2 separate regions of the Lactuca sativa genome follow, and region 1 is linked to region 2. A link is a contact called in public Hi-C data. All regions are on one chromosome and are shown on one strand. Each heading gives the region's core, a stretch centred on a gene start, on an enhancer-like site or on the middle of the called end of the contact. The rest is flanking DNA. Distances are from core to core; before and after follow the strand shown.

The links. Hi-C and Micro-C count contacts between places; a contact is called where the count stands out from the background.
Region 1: a Hi-C map of seed shows a contact between it and region 2, with 9 times the contacts expected there. The contact joins the promoter of LOC111897883 here to the promoter of LOC111897885 in region 2. A contact is called at or near these places in 4 of 4 Hi-C or Micro-C datasets (bud, leaf and seed).

What each region holds. Positions count from the first base shown.
Region 1 is chr5:332,799,544-332,804,303 of Lsat_Salinas_v11, reverse strand. LOC111897883 reads right to left here and starts at 2,628. Exons shown (of 8, transcript XM_023893829.3): 1 at 1,963-2,628; 2 at 1,045-1,191; 3 at 476-958; 4 at 263-403; 5 at 1-171. The coding sequence starts at 2,451.
Region 2 is chr5:332,619,687-332,624,690 of Lsat_Salinas_v11, reverse strand. It overlaps LOC111897885 (FT-interacting protein 3), which reads left to right and starts at 3,103. Exons shown (of 3, transcript XM_023893831.2): 1 at 3,103-3,396; 2 at 3,632-3,690; 3 at 3,784-5,004. The coding sequence starts at 3,784.

The sequences.
Region 1 (4,760 bases), core at 1,379-3,878, 180 kb before region 2:
AGTTGCTGACTCAGCTTGACAATCGGACCCACCAGCAGGATGAGAGAGAGAATCATGTGGATCAATCAGGCCCAATGCAACAGGCTCACCCCATCTGTTGGGAGTCGCCTCAATTCCAACTTCCTTCATGTGTTCTTCTAATTGTGGATAAAAAGTATTGTATGGTGCCACCTGTACAAAAAAAATATAGAAATTTACTTATATACCCATAGTAGAATGTAAGTTTGTATTAAAAATAAAAGATAAAGTACATTGCTTATACCTGTAGTTTATGGTTGTCACCAACAATAAGTGGTTGTTGATTTACTCCCAAAAAGAATACACATTCACGACAATTAGCAATACAGATTCGTTTTGCTGCTGAAATCACATGAACTCTCTCACAGTGTTCAATTCTTACAGCCTGACAAAAAAAATTAAAGATGAAATTACAAGACTACCCTTGTGCACCGAGTTTTAAAAAACAAAAACATACCTTTCCAACAGGGCCAAGAACTATAGTGGCATCAGAGCAACCATATATGGTGGCATATTTCAAAGGAGCCAAGACATAGATAACAGATTCATGGCAATTTACAACCTTGACAAAAGATCCATTGATTTCAGAAGCTTGTTTTACATATGATTGTTTGGAAATTCCCTCTATAAAACTTGGACCTTTAGCACTTGTGGATGACTTGAAGTTAGGTGAGGCATCAGTCATGAGAACATCTTGGTCAGAGGGACTGGTTTGACCATTCTCTTTAGCAGCAGCTCTTTCAGAGATACGCTCTAAAGCATCAGAAATGTTTTGTAGAATCCAATCATGAACTTGAGATGCAGGAACAGGGGCAGCTGGCATATCAGGATCTGAGTTTGCAAAAAAAGGCGCGTTTTGGCTCAAGGGAAGCTTCTCAAATCCTTTTTCACCAAAGTAGAGAAGGAACCCAAGATGCTCAAATTTCTCCATTGACAAAACCTGCAAACTTTGAAGCAAGATAAGATTTTGCAGAATGTTAATAGAGTAAGAAGATGAGGTGTGTTTGGGTAGAATGATTCACAGACCATTGAATCTTCTCCTTCGCCTTCACCTTCAACAGAGTCAGACAGAAGAGAGATTATGTTGCCTAAATGTTTCTGTAAGTAATTTAACTGATGAGCTTCTTCATCAGCTTGTGATGGCATTGACCTCCTGCTATTGCTGCGAACAAGCTGATCATTGAAACATGATGATTGATGATTAATTGATTATGTCAGTGTTGCTGTTGCATACATAATCACTTGAGTATGTAGGTTTGTTGGAATTTCATAAAATAGCTCCAACCACCTCAACATTGTGTTAATTATTTATATGAATTGATTGCTTCTATCTTGATATTAATACAAGGAAAAAATAAATACTGCTGTCTACTAGTAGTCTAGTAGTACAACCAAAAATGGAGGCACACTTCTTCAATTTTAGGATTGCAAGATGCATTATGCATATTTAGTTTCCTGACAGACATCATTCTGGTAAGGACATGTTTTCAGAAATGTGGTGCAATAACTATGAACTTGAAGCTTCTTTATATCAAATTAATTCTCTGATAAACTTCATCACATAGAAAGGTACTCACTTAATCAGTTCTAGAAAAATTGGGGCAATAATGGAGCATCTTGAACAATTTTCAAAGACCCAACCACTGGTTACAATTTCTAGGAGTCTTATGAAGTGGCAAACCAATTTTAACTTGCCATAAAGCATGTATGTTATCATGTTATAAGGTAGCTTAATGTTGTTAAAAAAAACTAAAGCAGATAATATCTATAGAATAAATACATTATGTTCCTTCGCTTTAAATTCCAAATTATAGCTTTAAATTTTATCACATCTAGAGCATTATTTCACGGACAAGCAGTATCTTAACAGGATAGAATGGAGATACACGAAATTGGCAGTTTATAACTAATATATAAACCAGAAAAAAAAATCAATTAAATCACCTGTAACGGCGTAAGCGCCGATAAAAAGCCATCAAAAGCCGAAGTAGATGGCCAAACATCCGCAACCGCAGCAGAATCCTTATGTCCTCTAGGAAGCAACCGCTTGTACGACTGTATATACAAGAAAATGATCAGATCATACACATTGACACCAACGGCATCAACCTCATCCGGTTTCGCGGAAACGAGCGGGTCCGAATCAGAGTGAAGAACGGACGCAATTATGTCAAGGACAAGGCGGGCGTGTTCGGGGGAGATCTGTAGGGATTCAGAAACAACGGCGGAGTTAATTCGATGGTGTTGATTGTTGGTAGAAGGAAATTGTAGCAATTTGTCACGGAGGGAGGTTAGGGTTTGTGAACCATCGGTGAAAATGAGTTTCGGTAAAGGGATGAGGCCATGCTCGAAGGGCTCCCGTCGGGGGTGTATGTATACAGATGGTTGTGATGGTGTTGAGGGTTGCCCCGGTGGTGCTGTTGTGTCTGCCATGGTGGTGGAGGAATCGGGGGGAATTGGATCTTGGTGATGAATTTGTAAGAGGATTCGAAGGGTGTGTGAGTGAAGAGGGGCAAGGAAGGATCACAAGGGTTGGTATGTGGCAAATAGCAAATTGGTAGGAGGTCAAAATGGGAGACTTTTTGATGGTTATTGATTAACGATGGATCATTGAAAATAGGGTGTTTTAAAATCTTGGCCAAATTCAGAACCTCTTTTATGTTATGTCGTGTAAATAATATTAAATATAAAAATATATTTTTACAAAATAACCATTTAAATTGAGAAAAAAAAAATAAAGGAATTCACCGGATTTCTTAACAAGAAAAACTCATTAATTTTCGTCATGAATTCGCTTGTGTATTCAAACTTTTCGTAAGTTCTGAAACTCCCACCTAAGTCTTATAAACAAACGAATTTGCAAGCATTTTTAAATAAAGAACTTTGGTTGTGCTATTTTATGGAGTACTAGGCGAATGTCCGCGCGTTGTGCAGAAGCAATTATATAGCTGGCATTTTTACAAATATATGTTTTTTTAAATAAAACAATAATGTTGTCAAATTTGATATAATAATTCGTATACCACGTTGATATAATATACTGATTATTTTAAATTATATGATAATATATACATCTATTAAAATTGCATAATTTTAATCTTTTGAATGACATCTACCCGCAAGTTGCTCATTAATAAAATTAAATATAATATATGGTTTAATGTTATTTATAGTTTTTGTTATTGTTAATTAATTTTTTAAAATTTATTTGTTTAACTTTTTAATTTCTCTCATTGCAATTATTTAAAACATTAAACAATTTTATTTTATTTTAAAGGTAACAATATAATCATTTATATAGAGTTATTTTTAACTATTGTTATTATAAGTTATTTTAAGCTACTTATTTGAAAACTTTTAACGATTATAAAAATATCCTTAGGAAATAGTATTTTAGTTAAATTGATATTACAATTTAAATTTTGCATTTAGCATTATAATTTATCACTTTTAACTATTCACAAAATATTCTTTAGGTTTTTCAAGTGGAACTGAAATTTATATTGAAGTTGACCCTGTAATATTATATTTAAATTAAAATTTCAAGTATTTTGTCCAAACCTTTCAAAAATTGTAGTTTTAAACTGATAATTGTTTACATACAACAACATATTAAATATAATAAATTATGTATAATGTGTTAAAAATTAAAGACATAAGTTTATAAGTAGAAGTAAAAATATTATTTTAATATTAAAATTTAGTTTATTTATGATTACACTTTATGTTTGATACTTATTTAACCTTATTATCCAACTTATAATCATCATCAGAAAGTCACTACAATTTATCACTTTTAACTATTTACAAAATATTTTTTTGGTTGCTTAAGTTGAATTAAAATTTATATTTAAGTTGATCCTGTAAGGTTATATTTAAATTAACAATTTTAGTATTTTATACAAGTTGTTCAAACAACAATATATTAGACCTAATAAAATAAGTATGATATGTTAAAAGTTAAAAACACTTTAGATTTTATATTTATTTAACCTTATTAACTAACTTATAATCATTATTAGAAATAAATTCAAAAGTCATGGGAGTTTCAAATGAATGTGGTGAAAGGAAAAATGAATGGGAGTTTTAAATGAATGTGGTGAAAGGAAAAATGTTTCTTTTATAAGTATATAATGATTAGGTTGTTTGTCTTTTATATTTGGCTCCATAAAAGTCTGCATTGGATCCAAACCACTTATATTTGCAGTTTTTAGCAAAGTGGTCAGTTTCGTCATAGTTATAACAAGCATCATTTGAAGTAGCTTCATGCTTGTTCTTATCGCTATTAGCTCTAGATGAGCTTTGGATGACCGACGAATTTCAAAACTTTTCTCACTTTACCTATGAACTTTTCTTTTAGAAAGAAAAAATTTTAATTGCTTTAAAAATGAGGCAACTTGTGTTGCCTAACTTTGAGAATTTGGAGTGTAACATCCCGATGATAAAGTATTTCAAATTTTAACCTTATAATTTAATTATATTGCATTTTGGTCCATAAGTAGAAAATAAGTGTACAATGGAAGCCCTAGTGGCATTTTCGTAATTTGGAAAGGTTAGGGAGTACGCCATGCGTATGTGTGTACGCGGGGCGTACATAGGTACGCAGGGCGTACGTGTCAGGAATGCAAACCCTGGTTTTTAGGGTTTGGCTCATATTTAAACCCCATTGTAGCCACATTTTCCCTCACCTCATCAGCCTCCACCCTCTTGAAACGTTTTTGCAACCCTAATCCCTCTTGTGA
Region 2 (5,004 bases), core at 1,854-4,353:
CACAGTTAAAATACCCATATTGTGTCGACTCTTTGACTTTTTGACTTTTGACCTTTGAACAAGTTTGACTTAGGGGAATTTTGGGTAATTTGAATAGTAGTTGCGATTAGGTCATTGTTTATTGTATAGGTGACCGATAGATATAACATTTGGAGTCGTGATCTATTCAGATATCTTTCAGACTGTGAGGTGAGTTTTCCTCACTGTACTGGTGGGTCAAAGGCACCAATTCCGACCCGTTGGATTATGTATCCTGGTATATTGGATGATGTTATGCTAGTTATATGATAGACTGGTAGATCTATATGATTCCCTGCATTCACTGGTTATGTGTTAGACTGGTAGATCTATATGATTACCTGTACTTTCTGGTTATTAATTGTTATCGTATATCTCGACATGTTATCGTTTGTTGGGTTGATACAATCCTTCTTTGTGCTGAAGGCCAAGATACCCCGGGCAGTCCGAATAGGCTGTAGGCCTTACAAGGCGATCCAGTCAAGCTGGAGGCCTGTCCGGATAGGTTGTAGGCCCTACGCGACATTCCAGTCAGGCTGAAGGTTCATATATGCATGTTGTTATCTATGTAGTGTGTGTGTGTGGTACTTTGGGGGAACTCACTAAGCTTTGACTTACAGTTTGAATTTATGATTTATGGTACTTCAGAGGATAAGGGCAAGACGAAGGCTTGATCATGCACATCATCCTTGATTTGTATGAGATTATGATTTTGGGATACTCTGATTCATGTTTATGAATTTTGGAAACTAAGTTTTGTAAATACTTATGGTTTTGGATTGGTTTCAAAAATAAAACTTTTACCTTGATTTTTGGGATGTTACAAAATGGTTGACTTTGGGAAAAAGTCACCAACTAGGCAATCATAGTACTACTTAAAGTAGGAATTATAAGGCAAAGAACACCTAAAACGGAAGTCGTACAAGAGAATTATGATTTTTATAAAATCATAACGGTAATAAAAACTAGTCGAAAAAATGAAAGTCGAAACTAAACAAACGACCAAAAGGGAAGTTGTAGAGAAGGACGAGACTTACACTAATATATAAGAGTCGTTGAGAATGGAGTTCGTATGCGAGGGTTTATGGAATTTCAAAGTTGAATTTTTACTGCCATGCGTGCTCGCTCGCAATGCGCTGCACGCATTCTGACAGTCGATCCGTATGGATACGGGATGACGTGGCACGAGGAGATGGCGAAATGTGGCACCCCCCCATGTGGCTCACGTTCAAAAGTTTGGCACACACTCCAAAACTTGTTATAGATATCAAGCTTCAAAAGATCATTTCCTCACCCCTCACACTCGTTCTCTCTCTACATGGATTCTCGTGTCACTGCCCTGAGCACCTCTCGAAGTGTTGACTTTCGGTTTTTACCCTACAACAATGTTTTCATAACTTACAGGTTAGTTCACAGCCCCATTTTCCAAAACTTCCCCCCAGAGGGGGGGATACATGTTAAAATGTAATTATACATGGTTATTACTCACTGTAGTTAGATAATTATGCTCATATATGCATGGTAGGTACCCTGCCCAAACTCTTTAACTAATATCATGCCTAGTTTTTATAATAAATCACAATGATAGATAAGATCATACCTAGTTGTTATGCTGACCAGTTGCCAAGAAACGCTGATACTCGAATCGTTATTATAGCTACCCTTTAGATAAGCTTAGTACCTAGTGTTACTCTGCCCAAATACTCGGCTACGTAAAACACACCAATTATATATACGTATAAGATACATAATATATAATAATAAGTACATACATATGAATACAACATGAATAACAACACGACCGACCAGGAGAGGCCCCCATAACAAGAGTTAGATGAGACACAATTTATCAACATGCTGAAAGATTTTCAGCTAGCTCCCGACCTATAATCGTTAAATCTTAAGTGAGAGAGAGAAATATGTATAAATCTATATGAGATTGACACTCCCACCTATGATTGCTAGCTACAACCTAACGACAAGTTGAAGTAGACATAACTTTCTAAACACATTTGCGACATCCGATGAAACATCATGGTTTTCGGGATCAACAATCATAACTCGATTATAGGAACTTATCGTAACTTTGTTAAACAAAAACTAACTATCTTAGACTAATACCAGGAACCTACCTAAGGAAGCAGCGATAATACACATAAACTCGAGGAAACGAGTTTAGGATAAACAAGATAACTAAAATACACACACAACGTTCTATAACAATAAAACATGTGGACACATTATGTTGACCTCTCAAAACCATATGTATTCTCAGGGGAATTAATCTGATTGAAGAAAGAGGTAACCCCGATGATGCATCCCAAATTCTATATGCTTTACTTTTGTACTTTGCTTTTGTGACCTACCTGTACCTCGAACAGCTGTGTAACATATTTCATTTAATGAATAAATAGCCACATTGTTTAATATATAAATATATTACTCAATGTATGTCCTTGACATGAAATCCAACATCATAATGTCGCACAACCTGACGTTTCTGCTGCCGACGAAGGGGGTGTGTGTGTGAGAGAGAGAGAGAGATGGGCTCCCAACATATCATGGCCAAATTAAATACTCATAAATGGACATAATAGTGTTTTAAGGAAATTTAATTGAATATATTAATATTGCAAACATTATAATCGACGACCTTAATAGAAAGGGAAATCGACTTATCATGATAACTATCTTTTCCTTTTGTTAACATCCGGGTAACTTTTTTTTTACACATTTAGGTAACGAACTTGCAGGAATTGTTCACATATGATCATTATAACTAACTGTAACTTATCACATCTAATCATAATGATCATATGTGAATATTTTCAATTAATTCGTGACTTAGATGTTTACAAAAATAAAAAAGTTAGTCACATATAAAAAACAAAAAAAAATTATCATTGATAAATTAATTTTTTTAAATAGAAAATCAAATCTTAAACCATGTTAGAATAACATGTCATATTGTCATATCTTATGTTACAAAAACATTATAAAATTAATAGATGATAAGTATGACACCTCTTCGATAGACGCTATTAACATTTAACCCTAGTAAATTGGTTGCCTCTATTTGAGGTCTTGTATAATAAAAGAGAAAGAGACAAACACACGCTCTGACACACACCCCGATTCTTCAACAACACACGCACAAACATCCCCGTTACCGCCTTTGTCTTTGCCTTTTCACTTTCCTCTCTCCAAATTCTAAAACCCTCCTTCTTTCTCTCTCCCTCTCTCTCTAAAAACCAAACCCCCCCTCCATTGATTCCGCAAAACAACAAACAAACCCCGTTTAAATTCCTTCAACATTCCTGCAAATCGTCCCAAGAATCTACTTCATCAAATCTCTGTGTCATTTTCACTCCTCATAAGGTATATACACTAAACACATCCTCTGCATATACCTACTATACATTAATGCTTCTAGTACTTTCTTCTTAATTTGTATAATGCTTGAACAGTCTTTCTGCACTTTGATTTGAATCCGTTTTTTTTTTTCTTCCAGTTTTTTAAGTGAATGTGGCTCTACTATGTTGATTCCTTTCGTTGGATGCAAGTTTATGTTATAGGGTTTTTGATTTTTTTTGTTCTTATGGTTTTCGTTCAGGACAAGAGTTTTCAGATCTGTAGCTTTCAAATATACCTTTTTTTATTTAATTTCATCAGGTGGGGATTACTTAGTTTTCAAATCTGCTTAAACATTTTCCGCTATTTATTTGATTGATTCTTTACTGGTTTTTGAATTTGGTGGAACCCCAGATGATGAACATGAACAGACCTCCAAATGAAGATTTCTCGCTCAAAGAGACGAAACCCCACCTCGGTGGAGGTAAGGTCACCGGAGATAAGCTCACAAGCACCTACGACCTCGTCGAACAAATGCAATACTTATACGTTCGTGTCGTTAAAGCCAAAGATTTACCCACAAAAGATGTCACCGGAAGCTGTGACCCATACGTCGAGGTTCGAATGGGGAACTACAAAGGAACAACTCGTCATTTCGAGAAGAAAACCAATCCGGAATGGAACCAGGTCTTCTCCTTCTCCAAAGATCGAATTCAAGCCACAATGCTCGAAGTCACAGTAAAAGATAAAGATCTTATGAAAGACGATATCATGGGTGGGGTTCTATTCGATCTCAACGAGGTTCCCAAACGAGTCCCACCGGATTCTCCTCTTGCTCCACAGTGGTATCGATTATCCGATCGAAAAGGAGACAAACTGAAAGGCGAGTTAATGTTAGCAGTCTGGTGGGGTACGCAAGCAGATGAAGCGTTCCCCGAAGCCTGGCATTCCGACGCCGCTGCCGTTAGCGCCGATGGTCTCGCTAGTATCCGGTCAAAGGTTTATCTTTCCCCGAAACTTTGGTATCTTAGAGTGAATGTGATCGAAGCTCAAGATTTGATCCCAAACGATCGTACCAGATTTCCCGAAGTTTACGTAAAAGCCGTCCTCGGAAACCAGGCTTTAAGAACCAGAATCTCAACGAGCAAGACGATAAACCCATTATGGAATGAAGATTTAATGTTCGTGGCTGCTGAACCATTTGAAGAGCCATTGATTTTGAGTGTAGAAGACAGAGTCGCGCCTAACAAAGACGAAGTCCTCGGAAGATGTGCAATCCCGTTACAGTATGTTGACCGGAGGTTAGACCATAAAGCGATCAACACCCGGTGGTTTAATCTCGAAAAACATGTCATCATCGAAGGTGAAAAAAAGAAGGAAGTGAAATTCGCTAGCAGGATTCACATGCGTGTCTGTTTGGAAGGTGGGTATCACGTTCTTGACGAATCCACACATTACAGTTCCGATCTTAGACCCACTGCTAAACAGCTATGGAAGAACAGCATCGGAGTTCTTGAAGTTGGAATTTTGAGCGCTAATGGATTATCACCAATGAAAACGAAAGACGGACGTGCAACAACTGACGCATATTGTGTGGCTAAATATGGAACAAAATGGGTAAGAACACGAACCATA